Linked DNA regions of Sus scrofa: all the other regions are linked to region 2. Evidence: chromatin contacts called from public Hi-C and HiChIP or PLAC-seq data. All regions are on one chromosome and are shown on one strand. The core of a region is the stretch at or near the end of the contact, and the rest is flanking DNA. Distances in the headings are between cores, read along the strand shown.

What was found. Hi-C and Micro-C count contacts between places; a contact is called where the count stands out from the background. HiChIP or PLAC-seq counts read pairs in DNA pulled down with a chosen protein or histone mark.
Region 1: a contact with region 2 is called in a Hi-C map of liver, with 5 times the contacts expected there. The contact joins the promoter of KXD1 here to the promoter of COPE in region 2. A contact is called at or near these places in 3 of 5 promoter capture datasets (fetal skeletal muscle, liver and skeletal muscle), 7 of 47 Hi-C or Micro-C datasets (heart right ventricle, liver, psoas muscle and 1 more) and 1 of 2 datasets of contacts at active chromatin or transcription factors (alveolar macrophages).
Region 3: a contact with region 2 is called in an H3K27ac HiChIP or PLAC-seq map of alveolar macrophages. The contact joins the promoter of ISYNA1 here to the promoter of COPE in region 2. A contact is called at or near these places in 1 of 5 promoter capture datasets (fetal skeletal muscle) and 1 of 2 datasets of contacts at active chromatin or transcription factors (alveolar macrophages).

Annotation. Positions count from the first base shown.
Region 1 is chr2:59,249,169-59,254,056 of Sscrofa11.1, forward strand. KXD1 (kxDL motif-containing protein 1) reads right to left here and starts at 1,725. Exons shown (of 5, transcript XM_013991423.2): 1 at 1,628-1,725. The coding sequence starts at 1,630.
Region 2 is chr2:58,929,267-58,933,967 of Sscrofa11.1, forward strand. COPE (coatomer subunit epsilon) reads left to right here and starts at 1,663. Exons shown (of 10, transcript XM_003123536.4): 1 at 1,663-1,872. The coding sequence starts at 1,747. It overlaps DDX49 (probable ATP-dependent RNA helicase DDX49), which reads right to left and starts at 1,444. Exons shown (of 13, transcript XM_003123539.4): 1 at 1,279-1,444; 2 at 293-416. The coding sequence starts at 1,393.
Region 3 is chr2:59,361,981-59,366,634 of Sscrofa11.1, forward strand. It overlaps ISYNA1 (a long non-coding RNA gene), which reads left to right and starts at 1,692. Exons shown (of 11, transcript XR_002341592.1): 1 at 1,692-1,839; 2 at 1,946-2,074; 3 at 2,221-2,382; 4 at 2,734-2,866; 5 at 2,959-3,152; 6 at 3,370-3,519; 7 at 3,601-3,816; 8 at 3,927-4,091; 9 at 4,184-4,297; 10 at 4,372-4,589.

The sequences.
Region 1 (4,888 bases), core at 475-2,974, 320 kb after region 2:
TGTTCAGTATCCACCTGTGACAGAACAACTGCTTCTTACAGCAGCTGATTCCTGCCAGACTTCTGATTTTTTCCAGAAAAAAAGCTGAGTTCTTTAGTGGCACAGTAGGTTAAGGATCTGTGTTGTCATTGCAGCAGCTTGATCCCTGGCCTGGGAGCTTTCGGATGCTGCAGCATGGCCAAAACAAACAAACTGAAACATATATTTTTCCCCTTATGAAATCGCCTCATTTACAAATGTTAGCAACTAACACTTTTTTTTTTTTTTTTTTTCCCCAAAGCTATAGAGGCTGAGAGTACATATCTATTTGTGCTCTGAATCTAGCTAGGGTCTGCAGCCTTATGTGCCTTCTGGAGATGAACTGCCACACCTGATGAAACCCCCCTCCCCCGCCCCCAATAATCACCATGTTTATTTTGTTCTGACTGTGTGCCAGGTATGGACGCTCACAGCCTCCACATTTCCAAAGATCATATATAAAGAGGATACTTGGGCTCTCAAAGGACAGAGGCATGTGGCAGGAACCCCACAACTAGGCCTGGAGGGCAAAACATTTGGACCCCGGGAAATGGTTCTGCTTCAAAGTAAGGCTCTTTCCTGTCTCTGGCTCCCAGATGTGAGGGCTGAGAGATTCAATGCATACTCCCTCACCAGCTGCTTCTCACGGGAAGCCTTCCCTGACTAAGTATCGGTCTGACCCATATACAGGGTGAAAAATGATCCAGTATAGGCACTAGTCCCAGCTCCAAATATATTTATGGGGGAAACACGCAGAGAGGGAGGCTCCGTGACCTTAGGAAAGTCACCTCACCTCCTGGGTCCTTCTCATCCAGAAGCTAGGAATAACAAAGAATCAGAATCTCACAACACTATCTTTGGGTAATGAAACCAATAGTGATGAGACAGTGGACTGGTAGCAGGCAGTTTCTCCGAGGGGAGTGTTAAGAAAACCTAGGACTGGGCCAAGAATCACTATTCTAATGAGGGTCTCCCCAGTGCTTCCAAGAATACAAACGAACACTTGTAAAACACTTCATTTAATCCCTAATCACCCCTGAGAGGCAGATAGACTGACACTATCATTTCCGAAGGCAACCAAGGCTAGAGAGGTGGGCTCAGTTGCCCAAGGTCACACACCTAGGCAGAGAGACGCCGCGACTCCACCTAGATCATTTAACAGAATTTAACTGGGCTACCCCAGCTCTGCAAAACCCCCCAGTGCGGCGGGGCTCACAAAGCCCCTCAAGCCCCGCCCCTGTGAAGCCGGGAAACTGAGGCCTAAGCAGGGAAAAGCCCGGTTCTGGGTGATATAGCACAGCTTCAACATAGACGCCCCCAACTCTGGCGCCCCGGATCCGGATCCAGCCCACGGCGCCGTCCGCGCGTCCACTGCGCAGCCGGGGAAACTGAGGCCTGTGCGCAGGGTGTCCAGATGTTGCCAGCGGCGCGCCCCACCCCGCGACAGCCCGGGGACTGCTCCCGCCCGGCCCAGCTGCCCAGAAGCCCCTGCGTCCCCAGCCCCACCCTGAACTCGGCCCCGGCGTCGGTGGCAGCAGCACCTGCACATCTGGCGGCCTTGCTCGCGCTTCCGGGATGGCGCCAGTGCCGCCTCAACGTCATCACGTACCATGAGTGCTAGCGCGCGTGTCCGCAACGTGCCCGGGGCCGACTTGCGTGCGTGGAGGCGCGGCAGGAAGAGGTGGGACTTAGACGCAGTTACTGTTTGCGGGGAGGGGGTTCATAACAAATAGCCAATCAAGCAGTCCCTCGCGCGCCTGCGTAGTTTCCAAAACCCTGCTCCTTGGCAGCCCGGAAGGGCGGGGGGAGGGGTGGAGAGAGAGGCTGAAAACACGCCCAGTTTTGTAAGTGGTAAGACAGAGATCCGAGAGTGGCGGGCATTCCCACAAGGGCATATAGTGCTCTAGTGGCCTGTGGTCGACCCAGACCCACGTGTTATGTTTTCCAGGCTGGGAATCAGACTCATTCCGCTTCAAAAATCCCTGCTCTGCTTTTGGTGACCTTTTTCTGGCCAGGCTAGGGGTCAAATCAGAGCTGCCGCTACCAGCCTATGCCACAGCCACAGCCAAGCAGGATCCGAGCCACATCTGCAACCTACACCACAGCTCATGGCTACACCGGATCCTTAACCCACTGAGCCATGCCGGGGATCAAACCTGCAACCTTGTGGTTCGTAGTCGGATTCTTTAACCACTGAGCCGCAACGGGAACTCCGGATTAATTATCCTTAGTTATTGAGGCCTTGTGATATGTGTTACATATTATATATCTTATTTTTCTGGTCCTCAGTTTAACTGTGAGTCCAGGTGAACACAGGATCTGCCTCTTAAGGTTACCAAGAGCTTGGGAGAAATACACATGCTCCTGGGCACACGGAAGTCTCTTTGAGAGCCCTGGAATTGGACATATCTGAGTTCAAATTCCAGTTCTATCAAATCCTGGTTGGGGGGGCCTGGTGCAAGTGGCTTAACTTTATGAGATCATGCAGGTAAATCTCTTGCAACAAAAGACTTGGTCCAATGCAAGCCCTCAATAAACTAGGGGTAAACTGTATTATCACTGCCATGCTCTCCTTCCTTCATTCATTGAATAGTTAATGATGACTAGGATTCTTATTTATAAGGCCAGGATTCCAGGATTTCTATATATTCTTATAGTTGAATCAATAGTTTTTGTTTTGTGGGTTTTTTTTCAGCTGCCCTGCAGCATACAGAGTTCCCAAGACAGGGATCAAATCCAATCTGCAGTTGCAACCCAAGCCATAGCTTTGGCAACACTGGATCCTTATCAAACCTGCATCCCAGAGCTCCCAAAACGCTGCTGATGCTGTGGTGCCACAGTGGGAACTTGAAACCAATAGTTTGTTTTGTTTTTTGTTTTTTTGGGTTGTTTTTTGTTTGTTTGTTTTTGCTTTTTAGGGCTGCACTTGCAGCATATGGAAGTTCCCAGGCTAGGGGTCCAATCAGAGCTACAGCTGCCAGCCTACACCACAGCCACAGCAACGTCAGATCCAAGCCGCATCTACAACTCATACCACAGCTCACGGCAATGCCGGATCCTTAACCCACTGAGCAAGGCCAGGGATCGAACCCTCAACCTCATGGTTCCTAGACGGATTGGTTTCCACTGCGCCGCGATGGGAACTCCGAAACCAACAGTTTTACAAATTGTTCACTAAACCCTCTAGCCACCCCTTCTGGCTTTGGCCCATATTCTGAGGATGCAGAAAATACTCAGTCCCTGCCTAGCCTTGGAGGATGAAGGAGAGTCTGACACAGACACTCCCAGCCCTGAAGGGAATAGTGTTGGCTTAGAAAGAGGAGAGATTCAAGCCTGGAGGAACCTGAAGAGTGGGGTATAAGAACTCATTCTAAGGCAAGGAAGCAGGTACATCTGGATGGAATTTTGAGGTACAATGAGGAATTTTCCAGGTGCTGACAATCATTCAGGGCTGGGGGGAAAGACAGGATGGTAGGAAAGCACATAGTGTGCATTTGATCTTTGTAAGAATTGTGGAGCTCCACAAGCTAGGCAGCAGCCAGTGCTAAGAAGGGCCTGGGTGGGGGCTTCTGGGAAAAGTAGAAAGAACCATGGCTCTGTTGGCGGGTTGTAACAGAAGAGGCACAGACTGGAAAAACCAAGCTTTCTAATGGGCCCCTTGGGCTCTGCTGGAGGCCAGGAAACATTTATGAGGGTCCTGGAAAAGGTGGGGGCTGCACATTGAGGCCAGAAGGGACTTGGCGGGCCCCAGATGTTCTGTGCACAGTGGAGTAGAGACAAGAAAATATTTACCTCTTTTGTGTTTGAGGAAAAGGGTGAGAAGGGATGGGAATGCTCAGTTAGCCCAGTGATGGGGACATTGATGTGGGGGGAGACCTAGGTCTAGGGACAGGAAACCTTTCTCTGCCACTTTTTTTTCAGTTTATTTCCTGCATAGCACTCATCAAAGCTGCAATTAGATACCCATCTGCATTACTGATTGTGCAATATCTGGCTCCCTGGCTGGAAAAGAAGCTCAATGGGTCAAAAGAACTGGCTCATCTTGCCCTTCATTGCTGTGACCCTGAACAAGGTAATTAATTTTTCTGTGCCTCAGTTTCCCTATCTGTAAAATGAGGATAAAGAAGTCTCACCAGGAGTTCCCTTGTGGTACAGCAGGTTAAGAATCTGGCATTGTCGCTGCAGGGGCTCAGGTTGCTGCTTTGGCACAGGTTCAGTCTCTGGCCCAGGAACTTCCACATGCTGTGAGTATCACCAAAAACATGTATTTAAACCACAAACAACAACAACAAAGAGTCTCACTAGAACAGGAGTTCCTGTTGTGGCTCAGTGTTAACTCGACTGGTATCCATGAGGACAAGGATTCCATCCCTGGCCCCACTCATGGGTTAAGTATCCGGAGTTGTTGTGGCTGTGGTGTAGGCCAGCAGCTGTAGCTCTGATTTGACTCCTTGCCTGGAAACTTCCATGTGCTGAGGGTGTGGCCCTAAAAAGACCCCCCCCAAAAAAAAGTCTTACCAAAACATACACACTCAATCCTTAAGAAGGCAGAAGAGAGGAAAGGACCATAGACTAGGTGGGGCAGAGAGAAAAACACATAAAAAGGCAGATTTAAGTCCAAACATGTCCATAATTACATTAAATGTAAACAGATAAATTGCCTCAGTTAAAAGGCAAAGATAGGCAGACTGAGTCAAAAAGCAAAACCTAGTTCGATATTGCTTACAAAGGACACATAAAGAACATAAGGATAGGAGTTCCTATTGTGGTGCAACGGGATTAGCAGCCATCTCTGCAGCACTAGTGCAGAGGTTCAATCCCCGGCCCAGTATGAGTTAAAGGATCCTGTGTTTCCACAGCTGTGGCATAG
Region 2 (4,701 bases), core at 413-2,912:
GTACCCCCTCCTCAAGGGCTGGTCAGTGTCCAGGTCCCCTCCTCTCTGCCCCCAGCTCCAGCTCCGCCCAGGCCTCTTTTCTGCCCATGTCCCTACTTCCTGATCTTCCTGCTTGCCCTAAATCAAGCCTCATGCTCAGCACTTTCCACATATCATCTTGTTTAATTCTTCAGTACCCCTAAGACATGGGCTTAATCTCTGTCCCCATTTTGCACAAATGCAAAGTGCGCTTGCCCAAGAGAACACAGCTGGTTAGCTCCCCCAAGAGGCCTATTGGGGGCCAGAAGCTCACCTTGTGGGTGTCAGGACGAGGCAGAAGATACCATAGGGATCTTCAGACAGCTTCTGCAAGATGGGCAGGACAAACGCTGCTGTCTTGCCGCTGCCTGTCTTGGCACAGCCGAGGCAGTCCCGACCTGGACAGAGGGCAAAGCAGCATCAGAGGTATAACAGATGTTCCACTGGGCCCAGTGTATAACAGCTAAGGTCTAATAAGCAGTTACTGTATGCTCAATACTGGCGTGTGCTCTTTCTGTTTCAGGATTCTGATAACTTACTGTTTTAGCAACTGACAAATTTTAGGAGGAAGAGGCCATTACCATTCCCACTTAACAGAAGGGAGAACAGATCTCAAAGCTTTGCCCAGGACACACTGCCAGTGAGTACAAGCTGGACTAGAACCCACATGCATCTGACCTGAGATGTCTGCTACTAATCACTACCTCATTTTGACTCCTTCCCAGGGATAGAAGCTTGGGAAACCCAGAATGTTCTCCAAAATCTGCATCCTATGCTCCCAAATGATGCCTTCAGCTTTATTTAATCTCTCAATTTGTCCATCTGAGGCTTCCTAAAAAGCCAGAGGAGTGAGGAGAAAAGCAGTCTACAGACTAGAGTCCTAAATTTACCTAGGTTTACCAGTTGTCGGTACCGGTAATACCGACAACCTCAGTTTCCATCTATGAAATGGAGATAGTAATACAAACTACCGAATTTTCCCAGTGTTATCTACCAGTCACTCATCAAATCATCCCAGCGCTCTGAGGCTATCTATGAGAGCTTCAGAAATTACACCACTTGTGTGCGGAAACACGGCGAGTCAATCGTACAGCCTAAACGCCAACACTGAGTAGTCGACTCCGAGAAACCAGGCTCGCCCGTGAGGCCCCAAAGCTGCCCCTCGACCCACGGTACCGGTGTGGGCAAAAGGGGCGAGAAGGCAAAGTAAGGCGACAGGAGCGGGGAAACCTCCTGTAGAAGAGGCCTAGGTACACTCACCCTCCAGGATGGCGGGGATGCAGCCGAGCTGCACGGGCGTGGGCTGCTTCAAACCCAGCTGCCGACATTGTTCCACCAGCCACGATGACAGCCCGAGCTCAGCAAAGCCAGCCATCCTCTCAGTCAGCCCGGCACCCCTGTGAGCCGTGCTTCCGGCGCTTGTCGATGACGTCAGGGAAGCCTTCGCGTTTATTGGATCTACCTTTTGCGCGGCTCCACCCTCTGCAGTTTACTGCCATTCCTAGGCTCATTATATCCTTACCATGTTTTCCCCGAGCCCGCAGACTCGAATACAACTACAATTCCCGAGATGCCCTGTGAACGCACGTGCGTCTCCCGCCCCTTTAACTCCTCTTTAAGCTCATTTCCAGGGAGCCGAGTAAACTACATTTCCCGGAGGCTCTGCGGTGGCTCTGTGCTTCCGGCCGACGTGTCCTCAGGAAGAGGAAGGGGTAAGAACACAGCGACATGGCGCCACCGGCACCCGGCCCGGCCTCCGGCGGCTCCGGGGAAGTAGATGAGTTGTTCGACGTAAAGAATGCCTTCTACATTGGCAGCTACCAACAGTGCATCAACGAGGCTCAGCGGGTGAAGGTGGGCTAGGGGATGCTAGGGGCGGAGGCGGGGGCGGAATACGCTTCCTGTTGGCCACGGGTCGTGCTCTGATTTTAAAACCCTTTCTTTCCTCGTCCCGTTTTTCCTCTCACACCTCTTTAGAGCGCGATAAGGAATTATCCCTGTCCCATGACAAAACCCAAAGCAGCAGCAGTTTATGATACTTCTCACTTTGAGCGCTCTTAGCCTGGGAGGCGTTTGAGTAAAAGAGGGGTTTCTTACCGCTATGGTAATAACAATGGCGAGGTTATTACGCTATAGTAATGATAATAGTAACAGTAATTCTTGTTGGTTCAGCGCCCACACTGTGCCGCCATACCCTCAATACCTGTGAAGTAGGGACGTTGTTTATCCTCATTGTCCAGGTGAGAACTCCGAGGCTTTTCGCAATGTCACCCTGTCCCATTAACCAGATTATTTCTCTCCAAACATGCCCATTCGTTCACTCCTCATGGAGTATCTGTATAAGCCAGGCAGAGTGCTCGTGCTGGGCTCAAAGCAGTACAAAATAGACAAAACTCCCAGCTCTCTTGGAAACCTCAGCTCCCAAGGGAGACAGAGAATTAACAAGTTAATAAACAAGATGTCAGGAGATGGTGTGATGGGGAGTGGTGAGGGGGCTTGGCTGTTTGAGGGCTGAAAAATAGAGTCCAGGGCCCAGGCAGTGAGCGGGTGACAGGAGAGGGAGCAGAAAGGACCTTAGGCAGTACTTTTGGGGAAGGGTCACGGATATTACAGTTACTTTGAGAGTGAGCCATTGGAGAATTTTTTTTTTTTTTTTTAAGGGCTGCACCTGCGACATATGGAGGTTCCCAAGCTAGGGGTCTAATCAGAGCTGTAGCCGCCAGCTTACACCACAGCCACAGCAACTCGGGATCTAAGCCTCGTCTTCGACCTACACCGAAGCTCACAGCAACGCTGGATCCCTAACCCACTGAACAAAGCCAGAGATCGAACCCGCAACCTCATGGTTCCTAGTTGGAATCGTTAACCACTGAGCCACGATGGGAACTCCAGGGTTTAGTGTTCTGAAGAGAGAAAGCTTAATTACAACTTGAGCCCTATGGGGGTGAGAGGAGATGAGAGTACTGAGTCAGAAATGGGGGTGGGGGGAGTTCCCACTGTGGCACAGTGGGTTAAGAATCCAGCTGCAGGGGCTTGGGTCACTGCCATGGCTCAGATTCAGTCCCTGGCCCAGGAACTTCCATATGCCGTGGCGCAGCTATAAAATAAAATTGAAAAAAAATTAGAGATGGGGGTGGGAACTGCTTTGCATGAGAGTGGTCAGATCAGGCCAGATCTCTCTGTCATTTGAACCTGAGACTGAACCTTGGGGAAGGATCTAACCCCATAAGTTGCTGCAGAGGTGGCCGAGGCAGGAGTGAGTTCCAGGTGATCAAGGCCTAGGAGGCTGGTATAGCAGAAGTGGGGCAAGTACAGCGGGAGAGACAAAGAATGAGGTGGACAGAGCCTTAGGGGGCGGCAGCAGCAGGGGTTTGGGTTTTATTCCAAACATGTTTGGAGGCCATTGTGGGAGGCCATCGAAGCACCAAGCAGGGGAGTGGCAGATGTCTTCAGAGAGGCACGCAGAGCCTTCGGAGGAAATTGGATTCTGAAGTAGAGAAAGCTTGTTTTCCCTTCTGGCCATTTGCAGGGAACCTCATGTCCCTGAGCATTATCTATGTAATGGGGGTAGAACTCCAAACAGATTTCAGGAAGGTTAGGATTTGCTGAAATAACGTGTGTACAATCATGTTCGCTTTCCATTGCCGCTGTGACAAATTAGCACAAACAATGGCTTAAAAGAGCACACATTTATTATCTCACAGCTTCTGTAGGTCAGAAGTTCAGCAAGGTTCTCGCCAGGCTAACATCAAAGTATTGGTCTGGCTACATCTTTTCTGGAGGTTCTGGGGAGGAATCACCTTCCTAACTTGTTCCAGTTGCTGCCTCTTGACCAGGGGCCACTCTTAGCTCCTAGAGGCTTCTCTCTAGTCCTCAAGCTCGCACATCACCCTTCCATCTCAGAACCAGCCATAAGGTTCTCATGCTTGGAGTCTCTCAGATTTCCCCCTCTCCTTCATCCCTTTAGTCTAAAAGTCTTCTGCTTGGAGCTCCCGTTGTGGCTCCGCAGGTTAAGAACCTGACATAGTCTCCATGAGGACGCACGTTCAGCCCCTGGCTTGGCTCAGTGGATTAAGGATCTGGCATTGCCACAAACTGCAGCATAGGTTGCAGATGCTGCTTGGATCCAGCATTGCTGTGGTTGTGGTGTAGGCCGTCACTGCAGCTCCAATTCAGCCCCTAGCCTGGGACCTTCCGTATGCCGCAGGTGTGGCCCTAAAAAGAAAATAAATAAATAAGTGGTCTTTGCTTTTAAGAGCATCTGTGATTAGACAGGATGTTCCCATGTAACCTAACATAGTCTCCCCATTTTGGGGCTCATAACGTTCATCACACCATTGAAATCCCTTTTGTAATGTCAACTGTTCACAGGTCCCAGGGATTGGCGTGGACGTCTCGAGGGGAGAGAGGGTACAGGGATGTGTGCGTGTCTCACTCTGCTTAGCACCACGGTTATGGGCCTCCACGCTGGGGTAGTGTATGTAGCTCACAAGAAGATTGAGGCATTCCTGGGCTCGGATTCTGGCTCTTCTAGGTTCTCTCTGCAGCCAAGCCTGATTCACTGCACCTCTCTAAGCCTCAGTTTCCCATCCTGTCACATGGGAACAGTGACATTCATTTCAGTAAGGTCTCTGTGAGATTCATTGTTATACTCATGTTCTGCCTTTTGCTTTCTGCTGAATG
Region 3 (4,654 bases), core at 442-2,941, 430 kb after region 2:
TGCCTGGGGCCACTCTGCCCCACTACCCTCCTGCCAGCACCTCCCCCAGGCTGCCCTGTGAATGCTGGGGTTCTTCAGGGCTGGGTCTTTGGGGACCTTTCTGTACACATTCCTGTGATGTCACACATGGCCTGGAGGCACAAGCTCCCTCCAATTCTCCAGCACCAACTGGACATCCAACAGTTCCATTCCCATGTCAGGCATCTGGCCCCACAGGTTGAGGGACTCAGCCCTCACTTCAGATGCCAGCCTCAAGTCCCTGGCCACTCATATGTCTGACCAAACAACCCTCTGTAAATCCATCCCTTTCAGCCCCCTCAGAGGTTTAGTGATTTGCTAGAATGGCCCGAGGTGCTCAGGGAAGCACTTGAAGTAAATGCAGAGGGCAGGGTGTGGGGAATGGCGCGGGGCTGCCACAACTTCTCCCAGAACCTCCATGGGTTCACCAGAACCTCACTGTTAAGGGTTGTTACAGAGGTAATGGAACCTAATGGATTGTAGGTATGATTGAATAAATCACCGGCCATTGGCAACTGAACTCAATCTCCAGCCAGGAACAGGGGGACAAAACCCAAATATTTATTATACTGTCTTTCCTGTCCCCAGCCCTGAAGGTCTACCCTGGTCCCCAGACTGCCTCCTTCCCCCTTGCGCTCAGTCCCTTTTCATCTGCCCCTGAAACCACGCCCCCAGGTTTTTGCCTGGGCAGTCCTTCACATTTTTGATGTCTTCAGATCTCAAGATCCCTCACCGCGCCACATCCTCCAGGCAGTCTGCCCTGCCCAGCGCTGCCTGTTAGGTCCCTCTGGCTGGGAGTGACCCAGTCCACTTCTGACTCCCCCTCACTGGAGCCCCTGGAGGGCAAAACCTGGACCGGTTTTAGAACCCCCACCTTCCAAGGCCAGGCCCTGACCAAGTTTCCTGCAAATGTTCCCAACTATCCACCTTTTGGGTCAGCTCCAGTGGTGGAAACTTTCCAGCCGGAGGAGGCCGCTTGTTTTGGAAAGTTCCTGGGGGAGCCGCCCCCGCCCGCCTGCCGGGTTCCCACGCTCCTTTATCGCTGTGCTCTTAGGGGGGCTTAGTGCTGTGCTGGCCTAGCTCCTCCCCAGCGGGCCGCCTCTGCTCTGCCCATCCCATCCCCTCCCCTCCTCTCCCCTCCCCTCCTCTCGCCAACAGTCTCTCCCCCGCCCCCACTCCAGCCTGGCCCAATCAAGCCCTCCTGCTACAGGTGGGGAAACTGAGGACTCGCAGCCACCACCCCATCCACGTGAACCCTGTGGCGGGGGTGGGGGTGGGGGGTTGATATCTGGAGGGTGCTGCTGTTCTGGAAGGGGTAGGGGGAGGAGGCAGCCTGGGCTGGAGGAGCGTCTGGCTTCGAAGTCTTAATCCCGGTTTAGTGTCTCGTGCCTCGGTTTCTCCAGATAACCCCGCAGAGGCCCAGCCTCCTTGCCTGGCTCCACCTCCTGCCTTGTGGCTGGGGCCTGCGCTCACTTACATCCATATGATTCTCTTTTGTAATATGAGGGGAAGCTGCCGCCGGCTCAACCCGCGATGCGAAGTGAATCACGCGCGCCGAGCTCGGGCCGGGGGTCTGCGGCCCATATGATTGTCCGGCCGCGCAGGACAGTTTAGGGGACCAGATTAACACGGGGGCTCGGGGCAGAAGGGCCTCGAACCCGAATCCAAGGCCTGTGTGCACCGTCCAGGCCGCGAGCGCCCCTCCTCCGCGGCGTGGGCGGAGCGAGGGGGCGGAGCGGGGTGGAGCCACCGCTCTTTTCTCTCGAGTTCGCGCGCCCCGAGCCCTAGCCGTCCGCTGCAGTTCCAGCCGACTCTGCGCCGGTAAGTGCGGCCCCGGGAGGGGTGCAGACTCCCCAGGGACCGAAGTCGGCTTGGCCCAGCCAACTCTCGGGTCCCCGCTGACTTCCTGCCCACCCCGCGCCCCCAGCTCACCACGATGGAGGCCGCAACCGAGTTCGTGGTGGAGAGCCCCGACGTGGTCTACAGCCCCGAGGCTATCGAGGCGAAGTACGAGTACAGGACGACGTGCGTCAGCCGCGAGGCTGGCGTCCTCAAAGTAGGCGAGGGACCGGGCTGGCCGTGAGGCTAGGGGGAACCAGGGAGCCGAGACCAAGCGGGAATTGCCCAACGTCTGCGATCTCCGCCCTGCGATGAGGGGGGAGGGGCCTGTGGTCCCCGACTCACCGCACCGCCTGTCCCCAGGTGCATCCCACGTCCACGCGCTTCACTTTCCGGACCGCCCGGCAGGTGCCCCGGCTGGGGGTCATGCTCGTCGGCTGGGGCGGGAACAACGGCTCCACGCTGACCGCTGCCGTGCTGGCCAACCGACTGCGCCTGTCCTGGCCTACGCGCACCGGCCGCAAGGTGGGGGAGTCGGGCGGCGCCTGGTAGAACCCAGGGCTCCGCTGGAATCCACGCAGAGGGGGAGGGGCTCTACGGAGGAGTGGGTCTTAAGGGGGCGGGGTTCCTCGCTGCGGGCGGACCCCGGGGCGGGGCTTCCACGGGGCGGGGCGGGCACTCCTCAGGGGGTCTTGTGGGGGCGGAGCCCAAGGTAGGGAGGACTTCGGGTTGGGACCTCCGGAGGGGAAGCAGCTCTTGCCTTGACTTGGAGCAGAGCTGAGGCGCCCGAAAGTAGGGCGGAGCTTGAGTGTGCCGACTCTTGGGCCTCCCCACGCCACGCCCACCCATCTCTCTGCCCTGTCTGCCGCTCCCCAGGAGGCCAACTACTACGGCTCGCTGACACAGGCTGGCACCGTTAGCCTAGGCCTGGACGCCGAGGGCCAGGAGGTGTTCGTGCCCTTCAGCGCGCTGCTGCCCATGGTGGCACCCGACGATCTCGTTTTCGACGGTGGGCGGGGCCCTGGGCCAGGGGTGGGGTGGGAGGCCGGGCCTGTGGGGGTCCAGGATCCCCGCCGAGCTTGAGGGTCCCCGCCCCCCCAGGCTGGGACATATCGTCGCTGAACCTGGCGGAGGCGATGAGGCGCGCGCAGGTACTAGATTGGGAGCTGCAGGAGCAACTGTGGCCGCACATGGAGGCCTTGCGCCCGCGGCCGTCGGTCTACATCCCGGAGTTCATCGCAGCTAACCAGAGTGCGCGCGCTGACAACCTCATCCCGGGCACGCGCGCGCAGCAGGTGCAGCCCCTCCCGGCGCCCCATATCCTCTGCCACTTGTTCTCCCTTGTCATTTGTCCTTTCCCCCACCCCCGCCACCTGTTCTCTTTTGTCCCCATGCTTCCATCCCGAGGGTCCAGGCCCCACTTTGCACTTGGGTAATTGAGTCGCCCAGGCCTCCACAGGTCGGGAGAACCTGTACAACCCTCCCCCTTCGCCCGCTCCCGCCCCCTGCCAGCTGGAGCAGATCCGCAGGGACATCCGTGACTTCCGGTCCAACGCTGGCCTGGACAAAGTCATTGTGCTGTGGACAGCGAACACAGAGCGCTTCTGCGAAGTGGTGCCTGGCCTCAATGACACTGCTGACAACCTGCTGCGCACCATCCAGGTAGGCACGCCCAGGGGTGGAATGGGGTCAGGGCTAGCTCCCAAGGACCCTTCTGTGCTGACTGCCTGTCTGTGCCCACAGCTGGGCCTGGAAGTGTCGCCCTCCACGCTCTTCGCCGTCGCCAGCATCTTGGAGGGGTGCGCCTTCCTCAACGGGTCCCCACAGAACACACTAGTGCCTGGTGCCCTCGAGCTCGCGTGGCAGCGCCGCGTCTTTGTGGGTGGAGACGACTTCAAGTCCGGCCAGACCAAGGTCAAGTCTGTGCTTGTGGACTTCCTTATCGGTTCTGGCTTAAAGGTGTGTGAGCCTGGCAGGGTGTTCCGCTCAGGATAGGGGTGCCTGGATCCCAGGCTGGGCTTGTGCCCTGCAAGGCCTGCAGCTACCGCGGGGTCTCCTTGTCCTCCCAGACCATGTCCATCGTGAGCTACAACCACCTGGGCAACAACGACGGGCAGAACCTGTCAGCGCCGCCACAGTTCCGCTCCAAAGAAGTGTCCAAGAGCAGTGTGGTGGATGACATGGTGCACAGCAACCCAGTGCTCTACAAGCAGGGCGAGGAGCCAGACCACTGCGTGCGTGGAGCACAGGCGCGGCAAGGGGTGGGGGGAACTCCCAACAGAGAATAGCAGGGGTCCGTGTGACCTCGTGCCATCCTCCTCCCCAGGTGGTCATCAAGTACGTGCCATACGTGGGCGACAGCAAGCGTGCCCTGGATGAGTACACATCGGAGCTGATGCTGGGCGGTACCAACACGCTGGTGCTGCACAACACGTGCGAGGTGCGGGACGCGAGGGGGCAGGAAGTGGGGCTGCTCACCAGCCCCGCCCACCTCCTGACCTGCTGGCTCTGCAGGACTCGCTCCTGGCCGCGCCCATCATGCTGGACCTGGCGCTGCTGACCGAACTCTGCCAGCGTGTGAGCTTTTGCACGGACGCCGACCCGGAGCCGCAGACCTTCCACCCGGTGCTGTCGCTGCTCAGCTTCCTCTTCAAGGCGCCGCTTGCACCGCCCGGCAGCCCCGTGGTCAACGCGCTCTTCCGCCAGCGCAGCTGCATCGAGAACATCCTCAGGTGTGTCCCGGCCTTGGGGGTCCCCATTCTTTGCCCACGTGTCCACTGTGGGGCTGTGCACAGGG